Linked DNA regions of Sus scrofa: region 2 is linked to region 1. Evidence: chromatin contacts called from public HiChIP or PLAC-seq data. All regions are on one chromosome and are shown on one strand. The core of a region is the stretch at or near the end of the contact, and the rest is flanking DNA. Distances in the headings are between cores, read along the strand shown. Region 1 overlaps JADE1 (protein Jade-1). Region 2 has its middle 37 kb from the start of JADE1.

Region 1 (5,942 bases), core at 2,431-4,930:
TGGCGTAGGCCAGTCGCTACAGCTCCGATTAGACCCCTAGCCTGGGAACCTCCATATGCCGTGGGAGCGGCCCAAGAAATGGCAAAAAGACAAAAAACAAAACAAAACAAAACAAACAGATGATCTGGTTTTCAAGATTCCTCTTTCTGGCTTGTTTCTGCCTCCTTTGGAGGAACTCTTTAATCTCTATCACCTGGAGGTGGCCTCAGGCCAAGTCCCAAAGAGAGAGGATTATTCCTTTCCCACCTATCTCAGGATCTCTTTTTCCATCCAGGGGCCTTTTTTCCTTGGATGATAGATATTGGGAATATCCTCCCTTTCAGGGCCTTATTTTCTGGCCTCCACAAGATCAGAATGAACCTGGATTAGCCCAGTAGCCCCATGAGACATATAGGAAGGTGAGAGGTACTGATGTTTAGATGATTCAGAAAAGTCAGGACCAGACACCAGATGCTTTCTTACAACAATGATTCTTACCCTTTTTGTGTTTACAACATACTTGCAAGTATTAGGACTTTTGTCAGTACACTTTAAAAAATGGACAATTAGCAAGTCTATAGTCATTATAAAACAATAATTTCTATGATATAACAGCTCTTACTGGTTGCATTTTATCACTTTCTTCTGTTGAATAGTGTATTGATCTAAATTATTCTTTTCAGGCCTCTAAAGGCAGAGTTCTTCCTTGTTCCAGTAAATTTTTTTGTTCGTTTTGGTTTGCTGTTACTACTGCCTTATGTCCCACTCCTGGCAAGTCCATTTGTTTTATATTATGTTACTTCTGCCCATCCCACTCTATGGTCCATCTGATGGACATCATAATAATAGCCTTCATACTTGGATGGATCCAAAATAAAAATTTTGCACATTGTTTAAAATTTATTAATACATTTACAAAGCTGTATTTGGCATAACAAAGTGCCATAGGACCCCGGTTGACAATAATGTACTATATATATTATTAGGGTAATTTGAACAAGATCAGAATTTTTATACTGCATATTTTTAACTAATCTTATTATATAAGCTTACTTTTAGCATGCATATGATAGGTATGTGAAAAGATATTTGCTTTTAAATTTCCTGCCTGTATGTGAATTTAGGGATATGTGTGTTTTAAATAAACAATATGGCAAGGAATGCTGGCTAACATACAAAGATCTATAGATGACTTTCTCAGTATGGGCCCTTGGGTTTTGTGGTGCTGTGACTACCTCAAAACAAAGGGAAATGTTTTTCTATGAATTTCCTGTTCCTGGAAGATTACACAGTTGAAAAAATCTCTTCTTTCCTCTTGAGAACTATCCATGTGCCAAAATAACAAGAAGCCCTTGAAAGGATTACTCAAACTTCCCCCCTACATTTTTTCCTCACCCCTAAAGTCTAATAATTTTTTTTGTAAAGAAACGGAAGAGTACTTGTCACTAAACTTCTTAGCACTTTAAAATAGCCAGATGCAGTGCATACATCTATGTCAGGTTTGGATTCACACCAACCATGAAAATGCTGTCTTTTTTTTAGGAAGTAAATTGCATACATATCACAAAGAGTATTCAGAAAAGTGGTTTTCTTGTTGCTTTGTCTGAACTATGCACACATCAGTTTTAACCATGCTCTGAATTCATAAATGATTTTTTTAGCTTGCCAAGCTTCACCAACCTCTTTGCTTATTCGCCAGAGTGGCTGCACTTTATCAGTTAGTTGAGGTCAAGACCCCTGAATCTCAGCCTTGGAAAAGACATCGACATGGGTTTTGAAATATCCTTATTTAATAAATGAGGAGATTGAAGCTCAGAGAGATTGACTGGCTTCTAGAGGCGCCAAACCACTAAGTAATAGACTAGGAGCCAGGCCTCCTCAGTTGATTTAAGGTTGTAACTGCTGCACCTTTGGTGAAATTTTTTGAACCCTGCTGGGGTTCTGTGAGTATAAGGTATCCATGGAAGGCTGACGAAATTGTTGTTGCCTCAATCCTTCATCAGAGGTGCAGAATTTACCAAAAGTTTGTCTGCCTCTAATGAAAGGTCCAGGGTAAAAATGACCCCTTTCCTTTAGCCAGCTTTCACCGCTTAACTTCTGAAATGGCTAAGAAAATACAATTCGTTTTTATTTATTTAAAGCCTTCAAAAGTTAAAGTTTGTGATAATCTACATGTGAACACATAATTCTTCCAGAATAATAACTCCAAAATAAGCATTTATTTTCACAATGATAAATACTTATAAGAGGAATTTTGTCTACAATCAGTAGTTCAGAAAATGGCAGATTTCATTAAAATGACTTTATCTTCCAGGTTCAGCACCCTATTGGACCAAGAAAAGAAAATGCAGTGTTTATGACATTTTACTATGCAGCATTCTGAAGCCTGTTGATTTGTGATGGTTTTCATTCATATTAATTTTTATCCTTCCTTTAAATTTGGGCTGGAATTGTTTGATATTGTGATTACACAAAAGTAACAAAGTAAATGATCCACTCTCCTGATTCTGTGATTGGCTTTCATATTTCATTGTCCCGATGAAACCCTCACTTACCTTTGATCCTTTCTCCCAGTGCACCCAAATGATTGAAGTTCAAATTTGCATTATTTTCTCAATAATATTAGAAATCTTCCAATATAGCAGAGCTCCCTTCTTTATGATGAAGATCCTGGTGAAGTGCCTTTTGCACTAACTGGGTTATATCAGACATCTTTTAAAGAATGTTTCCTGTGGGTATGATTTGGACTCTGGTATCTATAAGTCTATGTAAACATGAACAATGAAATTTGTTTTTAATTTGTTTGGCAGCCAAATTTCCTTATTTTCTTGTCCCAGGCTAATTTTCAGGGCTTCTTCATGGAATCTAACCCACGTTTATACAGTTATTTGAGACAACTATGAAGCAGGGTCAGGCTGCCTGCTGTCCAGGTGAGGGTAACTTGTGTTTATTGAATGGCTGAAACTCAGTGGAGTTTTTTCTTTTCCTGTCATTGCCTGAAAACATGCTCTAGGATCTTCCTTCGCCACACACAGCTTTCCAGCCATTTTCCGGCACCATATTAAGGTCTACTCAAGCTAAGTCTCCCTGTTCTCCTATCAGGCCTCACCCACAGCTTCCGGATCCCCTAGAGGGAAGGAAAGTGTGGTCTTTTCTTTCACTTGTTTTCTTTTTCCTCTCTCCTTACTTCTTGCCTCTAGTTCTCTCTTCTTTCTCTGAAGAGAGTAAGAGAAGAGGGATTAGGGACCAGGTAGAAATGTCTCTTACCTGTCAGTGTTATGATCTCATCTCTGTACCCTTGGTATTCTTCCAAAGCCCTTTATTCTGTGGCTGACCTACTGTGACACTTAGCAGTATACTCACAGCTGGGGTCTCCTTGCACTCTGTTTAATCCTGAAATTGAACCTACTCTCCAATCCACAGTCAGCTCCTGGACCACTGTCAGCACCTGCCTTCAGATAAATTCTGTGTCTCACATATGTGCACCAAACTTGCTACTTTGGTTTCAAATCAACAGTTTGTTATTTTAGTTTGGCTTTGTTGTTTCCACCCTAGGTGTTTTCCCTGATTTGATTTGAGTCTAGCCATGTAATTTGGATTTTGTTTTATGCCAGATCTAGTTATCGTAGGGTCTCCCACTGAATCAACTATGCTATACTGGGAAAGCAGAAGTTGGACCTTTGAGTTTGAGAAATTTTACAAATAACTAGGGAGGGAGACACATGACCATTTGCCCTCATTGCAGACTTGCCTGTCCCTATGAACGTGTCTGTTCCTTCCTGGTCCCTTCTAAGAATCTAATTTTAAATTTTTGGGGAGTTCCTGTTGTGGCTCAGTAGATTACAAACCTGGCTAGTATCCATAAGGATGCTGGTTCAATATCTGGCCTTGTTCAGTGGGTTAGGGATCCGGCATTGCCGTGAACCGTGGTGTAGGTCACAGATGTGGCTCGGATCCTTTGTTGCTGTGGTTGTGGCATAGCCTGGCAGCTGCAGCTCCGATTTGACCCCTAGCCTGGGAACTTCTATCTGCTACAGGTGCGGCCCTAAAAAGCAATAAACAAACAAACAAAAAATTAGTTTTATTAGTCTGGACAAGGTAGAATTGCTGGACTGATATTTTTGTGTTTTAGTAATCTTCTTTTAAGATTTTGTGTGATGGAGTTCCTGTCGTGGTGCAGTGGTTAACGAATCCGACTAGGAACCATGAGGTTGCGGGTTCGGTCCCTGCCCTTGCTCAGTGGGTTAACGATCCGGCGTTGCCATGAGCTGTGGTGTAGGTTGCAGACGCGGCTTGGATCCCGTGTTGCTGTGGTTCTGGCGTAGGCCAGTGGCTACAGCTCCGATTAGACCCCTAGCCCGGAAACCTCCATATGCCGCAGGAGCGGCCCAAGAAATGGCAAAAAGACCAAAAAAAAAAAAAAAAAAAAAAAGATTTTGTGTGAGTATTTAGTACTCACTGTCTCTAGCTTTGCGGCTTTAGCTAAAATTCTGAGACAATAGGAAATGTTCCATCTTGTTCTGTGGTACTTAGTGCATGGTTGAGCCCTAGTGTTTTTAGACCATAATTCTTGTCTCATTTGGAATTCTAAATACCACTTGAACCAGTTAATCCCAGCCCTCCTGAGGACCTGAGCTCTACCATTAATTTAGTTGTCTGGTGAATACTTTGGTTGGCAAAACTGGTTATATGGGTTTTTGTTTGTTTGTTTGTTTTTTGCTCTTTTAGGGCCGAATCCATGGCATATGGAGGTTCCCATGCTAGGGGGCGAATCAGTGCTGTAGCCACCAGCCTACACCACTGCCCCAGCAATGAGGGATCCAAGACGCATCTGCAACCTACACCACAGCTCCTGGCAAGGCCAGATCCTTAACCCACTGAGCGAGGCCAGGGATCAAACCCAAGTCCTCATGGATCCTCGTCGGGTTCATTAACTGCTGAGTCACGAAGGGAACTCCCCAAACTCGTTATATGTTTGACTTGAGGTTTTTGGTACTCTCTTACAAAGTGTAAAGATTTATAGTATAGCCACCATGGCATATTCAGTATCTTTAACGTAATTTCTAGAAAAGGAAAATCACCAGTCTGTCCTATGCTGTTTTTAACCTTGAGCTTGGACTTTGCTCAAACAAGCTGCATACCACAGGGACTTTACAGTAACAGCATTGGAGAAGTGGGTGTGAATGGGGAAAGATCATGGGAAGTTAGGATAATGACCACCACAGTCATTAAGAGCAAAGTTGCTGGTTTCTAATGATTTAGCAAAATTCACATCAAGAGTTTTCCCAAAGGTATGGAAGCTTAGCAAGGCTTTGACAGTTTCAAAATACATTGAGCTATATTATAGACCCCTGACTACCACTTAAGCATTGAGCCCTAGAATTTAGAGCTCTGGCAAGTTTTCTAAACACACATTTCTGAGAATGTAATAGTCTGGAGTGTCTATTATCTTATCCTAATTTTTTAATACTCCCCTCTACTACTCCACAGCCATGTTTTTAATGCTGTGCAGTCCTCTGGCCTTAATTGATTGGATTGGGGTGGACAACTTGACCCCTTCTCAGCTTCATCTTTCTTTCAAGAATTTGAAATTGGCACCAAGAAATAGTCTGTACCTGTGGCTGAAACTTAAGTAATAGAAACTCAGGAACTGTACATGGAAAAGCATAAAAGAGACAGGAAAGAAAGAGACACTTTTCCTTGTCTCTTGAGAGTTTTCCACTTCCCAGAGCATTACATAGCTCTTAGTATCCTTCTAATGATTTTTCCTTTTAGACAAAGATAGCTCAAGTTAATGTCTTTTATTTAAAACCCATACAGCCTTGACTAAGACATAGAGCCCTCTGGTTTTATAGTATTTCTTACAGTAATTAATGTGAATTCTATAAAGAGGATTATACTTTTGTTTATACTGTGGACGGGAAAGGGGTAATAGAGAGAGGGTTACTGCATTGTTCAGGGTT
Region 2 (5,623 bases), core at 1,438-3,937, 140 kb before region 1:
GAGACTATGATAGCTGTGTTAGTGATACCAAGGATGTACCTGATCAGACAGATATTAAACATCTATTTAGGTTTAATACCCTGTCAAACATTGGATAGGATATGAAGGAAATGGAAGCCACAATCCTGTCCTCAAGGATATTTTAATCTTAATAAAAAGAAAACCAAAACCAATTTTTTTGGCTTAATTACTGTTTTATGGATTAAGATCACTTCTGGCAAAATGGAGTTAATTGAAACACTTTATGAGGACACTCATGAAATTTTACTGGCAAAATTATTTTAGTATTTACAGGTCTGAACACTTGACATTTGGATGTGAGTCTAACTGAATGTTTATGAACAGAGAATGATGATTAATAACTATTTCTCCAAAGAGGTTGAAATGTTTAGGAGAGATGAAACAAGACTCTTTTAAAATTTAGCACATTATGGAGTTCCAGCGTGGCACAGCAGAAATGAATCTGACTAGGAACCACGATGTTGCAGGTTCCATCCCTGGCCTCTCTCTGTGGGTTAAGGATCAGCATTGTGGTTAGCTGTGGTGTACGTCACAGACATGGCTTGGATCTTGAGTTGCTGTGACTGTGGAATAGGCCAGCAGCTGTAGCTCCGATTCAACCCCTAGCCCGGAAACCTCTATATGCCATGGGCGTGGCCCTAAAAAAAAATTTGAAAGCTTATTATTTTCCAGGCATTTGCTAAAAGATTTACTTATGTCATTTTGGTTCTTACTATAATTCTATGTGATAGATAGTATTATAATGTGCATTTTGAAACAAAAGCTCAGAGAGGTAAATAAACTTGCCCCAATTTGCACAGCTACAAATTGACAAACTCAGAGTTCAAACCCTTGAGTCTCCGACTCCAAAGCTAATATTTTTGACCATTTCTCCCATATATTTTATGAGGATGGTGGTTGAGAATAATGTAGGATTATTGCATGCAGCAAACTTCAGTGATAGGTTTCCAAAATGGACATTGAGGGAATGATGTGACTTAATTGGAGGTGACTGAAGCTGTTTCTCTGGTCAACATTAGCTCCCTTGCAAACATCTTGCATGTGCAAGGTGTTGAAGCTGATTCCTTGAGCTCAGCCAGATGTGGTGGACAGAGGACTCCCAGCTCTGGGAGCAGGATCCATTGAGGGATAGTGGCTGTTTAGTGACGGACTCTTTCACCAACCATCTCTTCTCCTGTGGGCTGTGATCTCTTCAACTCAGATGGATGAACTCTTTGGCCAGAAGTGCTTTTCAGCCTCTGGTATTTCTTAATTCAAGAGAGTATTTCATGAGCTTCAGAGTTAGAGGCATAATCAACATGTCTCAAAATCAATTCCCTCCTCCTTCAGAGGCTGCTGACTGGTTTATTTACTTTTGGATTCTGTGGATTAAGTGCTGTAGCAAATCTTTAATTTTTTCATCCTGTGCTTTTCTCTCTCTGTCTGTCTTCTTAATTCTTCTCTTGTACACCCTGTAATGTATTCCTTTCTTCCTCTTTGTTCTGGCCTTCTTTCCTGGTGACCTCTGTGAAATGGTGTTGAGTGATTTTGTCAGCACCATCTCATAACCCAGAGCCCTTTACTGAGCTGATTTCCTCATAGCTTCTTGAGTGGAGACGTGCTGGAAATGCTAAATATACTGTGCTGGTGTTTGACTGGGCTTCCTATCTACATACTTGAAATCAGCAGTCTCTGGGCACTTGTGGTTCATACTGTATTCAGGTCTGAATACAAATCAAACCTCCATGTTCTTCAAGAAGTGTTAGCATTCATGAAAGTTGAATATAAGTGAGCGACTCTTATTTTTATAATTTCATTTAAATAATATAATTTATTCTCATAAATTTACATGTTACTCTACTGCAAATTAAGCCATACCAGGCTTAGCTCCAAGCACAAAGTATATCCCTTGTGAATATTATCCTTTTCATAGATACTCTTAGGAGGGACATAGACTATATTTTATATTTTAAGAAGTCATTTATTTTCAGAGAATTCAGGGACTCAACCACTGTGATTATTTGCCTAGTCTTCTCAAGATCCCACAAAGCAGGCAATGTTGGACTCGATGGGATAGTGCACTTCATTTATTTATTCACTGTATATTTATTGAATGCTTCCCTGTTCCAGGCCTTGCTGTGTGTTAGAGCTGTGGGGAGAGTGGAAATGGGCTGAGCTTGATGCCTTGGCTGTAGAATGTGTCACTTGATTCCACATCAGAGAACCCAGGTGGCCAGAAGTAAAACTGCTTAGCAGTGAACACAAGGAAAATATCTTCTCACGAAGTATCTGATTCTATATTGAAGAGAAACAGGGTCTGCTGACACTCCTAGCTGCTTTAGGTCTGCCTACTTAGGGTCTCTGACCCAGGGCAACCTCCTACTTATTATTTAAAATTTACTTTTATTTTTATTTTTTGGCTTTTTAGGGCCACACCTGTGGCATATGGAGGTTTCCAAGTTGGAGCTACAGCTGCCAGCCTATGCCACAGGCACAGCAAATTCAAGCTGCCTCTGTGGCCTACACCACAGCTCACTACAACGCTGGATCCTTAACCCAGTGAGCGAGGTCTGGGATCGAACATGCAACCTCATGGTTCGTAGTTGGATTCATTTCCACTGTGCCACGAGAGGAACTCCAACCTCCTACTTTTTAGAACTGGTCATTCTTTCAGGTGCCACCACCTCCAGGGCCACAAGAGGGTGCTTTCCTCCTTTCAGGTTATGCCTTTTTGAAATACAGCTCCTTATACTTAGGACTGAATTTCCTGGGTCTTGGGAAATTCAGTGTATTCAGCTGTGGGCCTTGATTCTAGGGGGAGGGAAAGGTGTAGGTTTGGAAGTGTATGTTTATTTGTCTATGTCTATGTCCTCCACTGAGCTGTAATCTCTGGGGACCAGGTTTTGTCTTTTTGTTCATCCCTCTTTTCCTGTGTCTGGCTTAAAGTCTGTCACATACAAGACCCTTAATAAATATTTGTGAGTTTAAAAAACTAAGCTTCACATCAAATCTTAGCTCAGTGGTTTTCAAATTTTCTGCCTATCAAAATCACCCAGGGTCAAGTTGGCCCTGGGATTCTTATTCAGTAATCTGGGGTAGGGCTGGGAATGTGATTCCGGAAAGCTTTTGTGCTTTCTAACTTCAGCACTGCTGTCCAGTTGTTCCTGCCTGTACAGAGCTATTTCATCTTGCTCCTGTGGACTTTTTGGGCTGTGGGTCCTCTGGTGCTTGAGTAAGGATAATACATTCCTGCTTCTTAATCCTGCCATGAAGATCCTGTCAATACGACCCAGGCTCCTTCCCATCCTCATTTTCCTGGTCCTCTTCTCATGAGCCTCTCTTTCTATCATCCTATCCTATAGGAGAAGGGAGATGCCTTCAATGGCTTGTCCTGGGGGGACACTGGGGAAGACACCTGTAACATAACAAGATTTTGGTTACTACCCTCAGGGCACAGCCTCTTTTGAAGCCTTGTAATTGTTGATGTATGCTATCTACTTCAGTTATAGTTAAAGAGATAATCACATACACACTGACATTGGAATAAAGACCATGATGATGGAAGATAATATAAAAAAGGGAATGCATAATATATACATGTATGACTGGGTTCCTTTGCTCTACAGCAGAAGTCACCACGTTATAAATTAACTAGAGTTTCCGTTGTAGCTCAGTGGTTAACGAATCCGACTAGGAACCATAAGGTTGTGTGTTTGATCCCTGGCCTTGCTCAGTGGGTTAAGGATCCAGTGTTGCCATGAGCTGTGGTGTGGGTTGCAGACACCGCTCGGATCCCAAATTGCTGTGGCTGTGGTGAGGCCAGTGGCTACAGCTCTGATGGGACCTCCATATGCCGCAGGAGTGGCCCTAGAAAAAGACGAAAAATCAATTATATTTTAATTTTTAAAATTTTAATTAAAAAAAAAACTATCCTTGGCACAGACAAAAAAAAATGTATAAAACATCAATAAAATAATTTTTCTCTTCTCAAAAAAAAAAAGACCACCTAAAGTTGATAAGCGCTTCTCTTATCACAGAGGCTTATAATATGATCTCCTGAGAAAATCTGTTTTCTGTGTTTTTGAGAAGGAAATACATATGATCATAATGACTTTGGAGGAGAATACTTTTTTTTTTTTTTTTTTTTTTTTGTCTTTTTTAGGGCTGTACCCGAGACATATGGAAGTTCCCAGGCCAGGGGTCAAATCAGAGTTGTAGCTGCTGCCCTACCCCACAGTCACAGTCGTAGCAACACCATATCCAAGCCACATCTGCCACACCACAGCTCACAGCAATGCTGGATCCTTAACCCACTGAACAAGGCCAGGGATTGAACCCACGTCATCATGGATACTAGTCAGGTTCATTACCACTGAACCACTATGAGAACTCCCTTTTTTTCAACTGAAAAACTTTATTTAAAAAATATATGGCAGAAAAGCAATTAACTTTATTCTTCTCCTTCTTCCTCTTCTCTTCCTTCTTCTTTTCTTTTTATGGCTGCATCTTTAGTGTATGGAAGTTCCCAGGCTAAGGGTTGAATTGCAGCTGCACAGCCACAGCAGCACTGAATCTGAGCTGCATCTGTGACCTATGCCACAGCTTGCAGCAATGCCAGATCCTTAACCCATTAAGCAAGGCCAGGGATCAAACCCACATCCTCATGAACACTATGTCAAGTTCTTAACCTGCTGAGTCACAACAGGAACTCCATGATTAACCTTCTTAATATAAAATAACTATCCATTAATAAAAAGTCAAATTTTAAACATATTTCACAATGTCCAACCTTATTCATAATTAAAGAAACAGTTAAATTATATATTATTTTCACCCATCAGGTTGACAAAGTTAATAGCAGTAATAATTATTAAAAAATTATCAGGAGTTCCCGTCGTGGCGCAGTGGTTAACGAATCTGACTAGGAACCATGAGGTTGCGGGTTCGGTCCCTGCCCTTGCTCAGTGGGTTAACGATCCGGCGTTGCTGTGAGCTGTGGTGTAGGTTGCAGACGCGGCTCGGATCCCGCGTTGCTGTGGCTCTGGTGTAGGCCGGTGGCTAGAGCTCCGATTGGACCCCTAGCCTGGGAACCTCCATATGCCTCGGGAGCGGCCCAAGAAATAGCAACAACAACAACAACAAAAAGACAAAAAAAAAAAAAAAAAAAATTATCAGAGTTCCCATCATGGCTAGTATCTAGCTAGTATCCATGAGGACACAGGTTCAATCCCTGGCCTTGCTCAGTGGTTTAAGGATCTGGCATTGCTGTGAGCTGTGGTGTAGGTTGAAGATGCGGCTTAGATCCTGCATTGTTGTGACTGTGATGTAGACCAGCAACTGTAGTTCCAATTTGACCCCTAGCCTTGGAAAGTCCATATGCCATGGGTGCGACACAAAGAAAAAAAATTGTCATGGAGGAGTTCCCATTGTGGTTCAGTGGGTTACTAGTATCCATGAGGATGTTGGCCCTACTCCGTGAGTTAAGGATCTGGCACTGCTAGCCGTGGCATAGATCACACCACATTGCTGTGACTGTGGTGAAGGTCAGCAGCTGCAGCTCTGATTTGACCCCTAGTCTGGGAACTTCCATATGCCACAGGTGTGGGCCTAAAAATAAAAATAA

What was found. HiChIP or PLAC-seq counts read pairs in DNA pulled down with a chosen protein or histone mark.
Region 2: a contact with region 1 is called in an H3K27ac HiChIP or PLAC-seq map of alveolar macrophages. The contact joins two enhancer-like sites. A contact is called at or near these places in 1 of 47 Hi-C or Micro-C datasets (embryonic fibroblasts) and 2 of 2 datasets of contacts at active chromatin or transcription factors (alveolar macrophages and skeletal muscle).

Annotation. Positions count from the first base shown.
Region 1 is chr8:96,459,574-96,465,515 of Sscrofa11.1, reverse strand. All of the region lies in intron 2 of JADE1 (protein Jade-1), which reads left to right. Among named protein-coding and RNA genes, the nearest start is that of JADE1, 100 kb to the left of the region's middle. Within about 2 kb of position 3,680, at least 1 of the 83 cell types and tissues checked has an H3K27ac peak or open chromatin away from gene starts, as enhancers often do. A contact at or near this core is called in alveolar macrophages, where this site is marked.
Region 2 is chr8:96,598,580-96,604,202 of Sscrofa11.1, reverse strand. No RefSeq gene overlaps it. Among named protein-coding and RNA genes, the nearest start is that of JADE1, 37 kb to the right of the region's middle. Within about 2 kb of position 2,687, at least 7 of the 83 cell types and tissues checked have an H3K27ac peak or open chromatin away from gene starts, as enhancers often do. A contact at or near this core is called in alveolar macrophages, where this site is marked.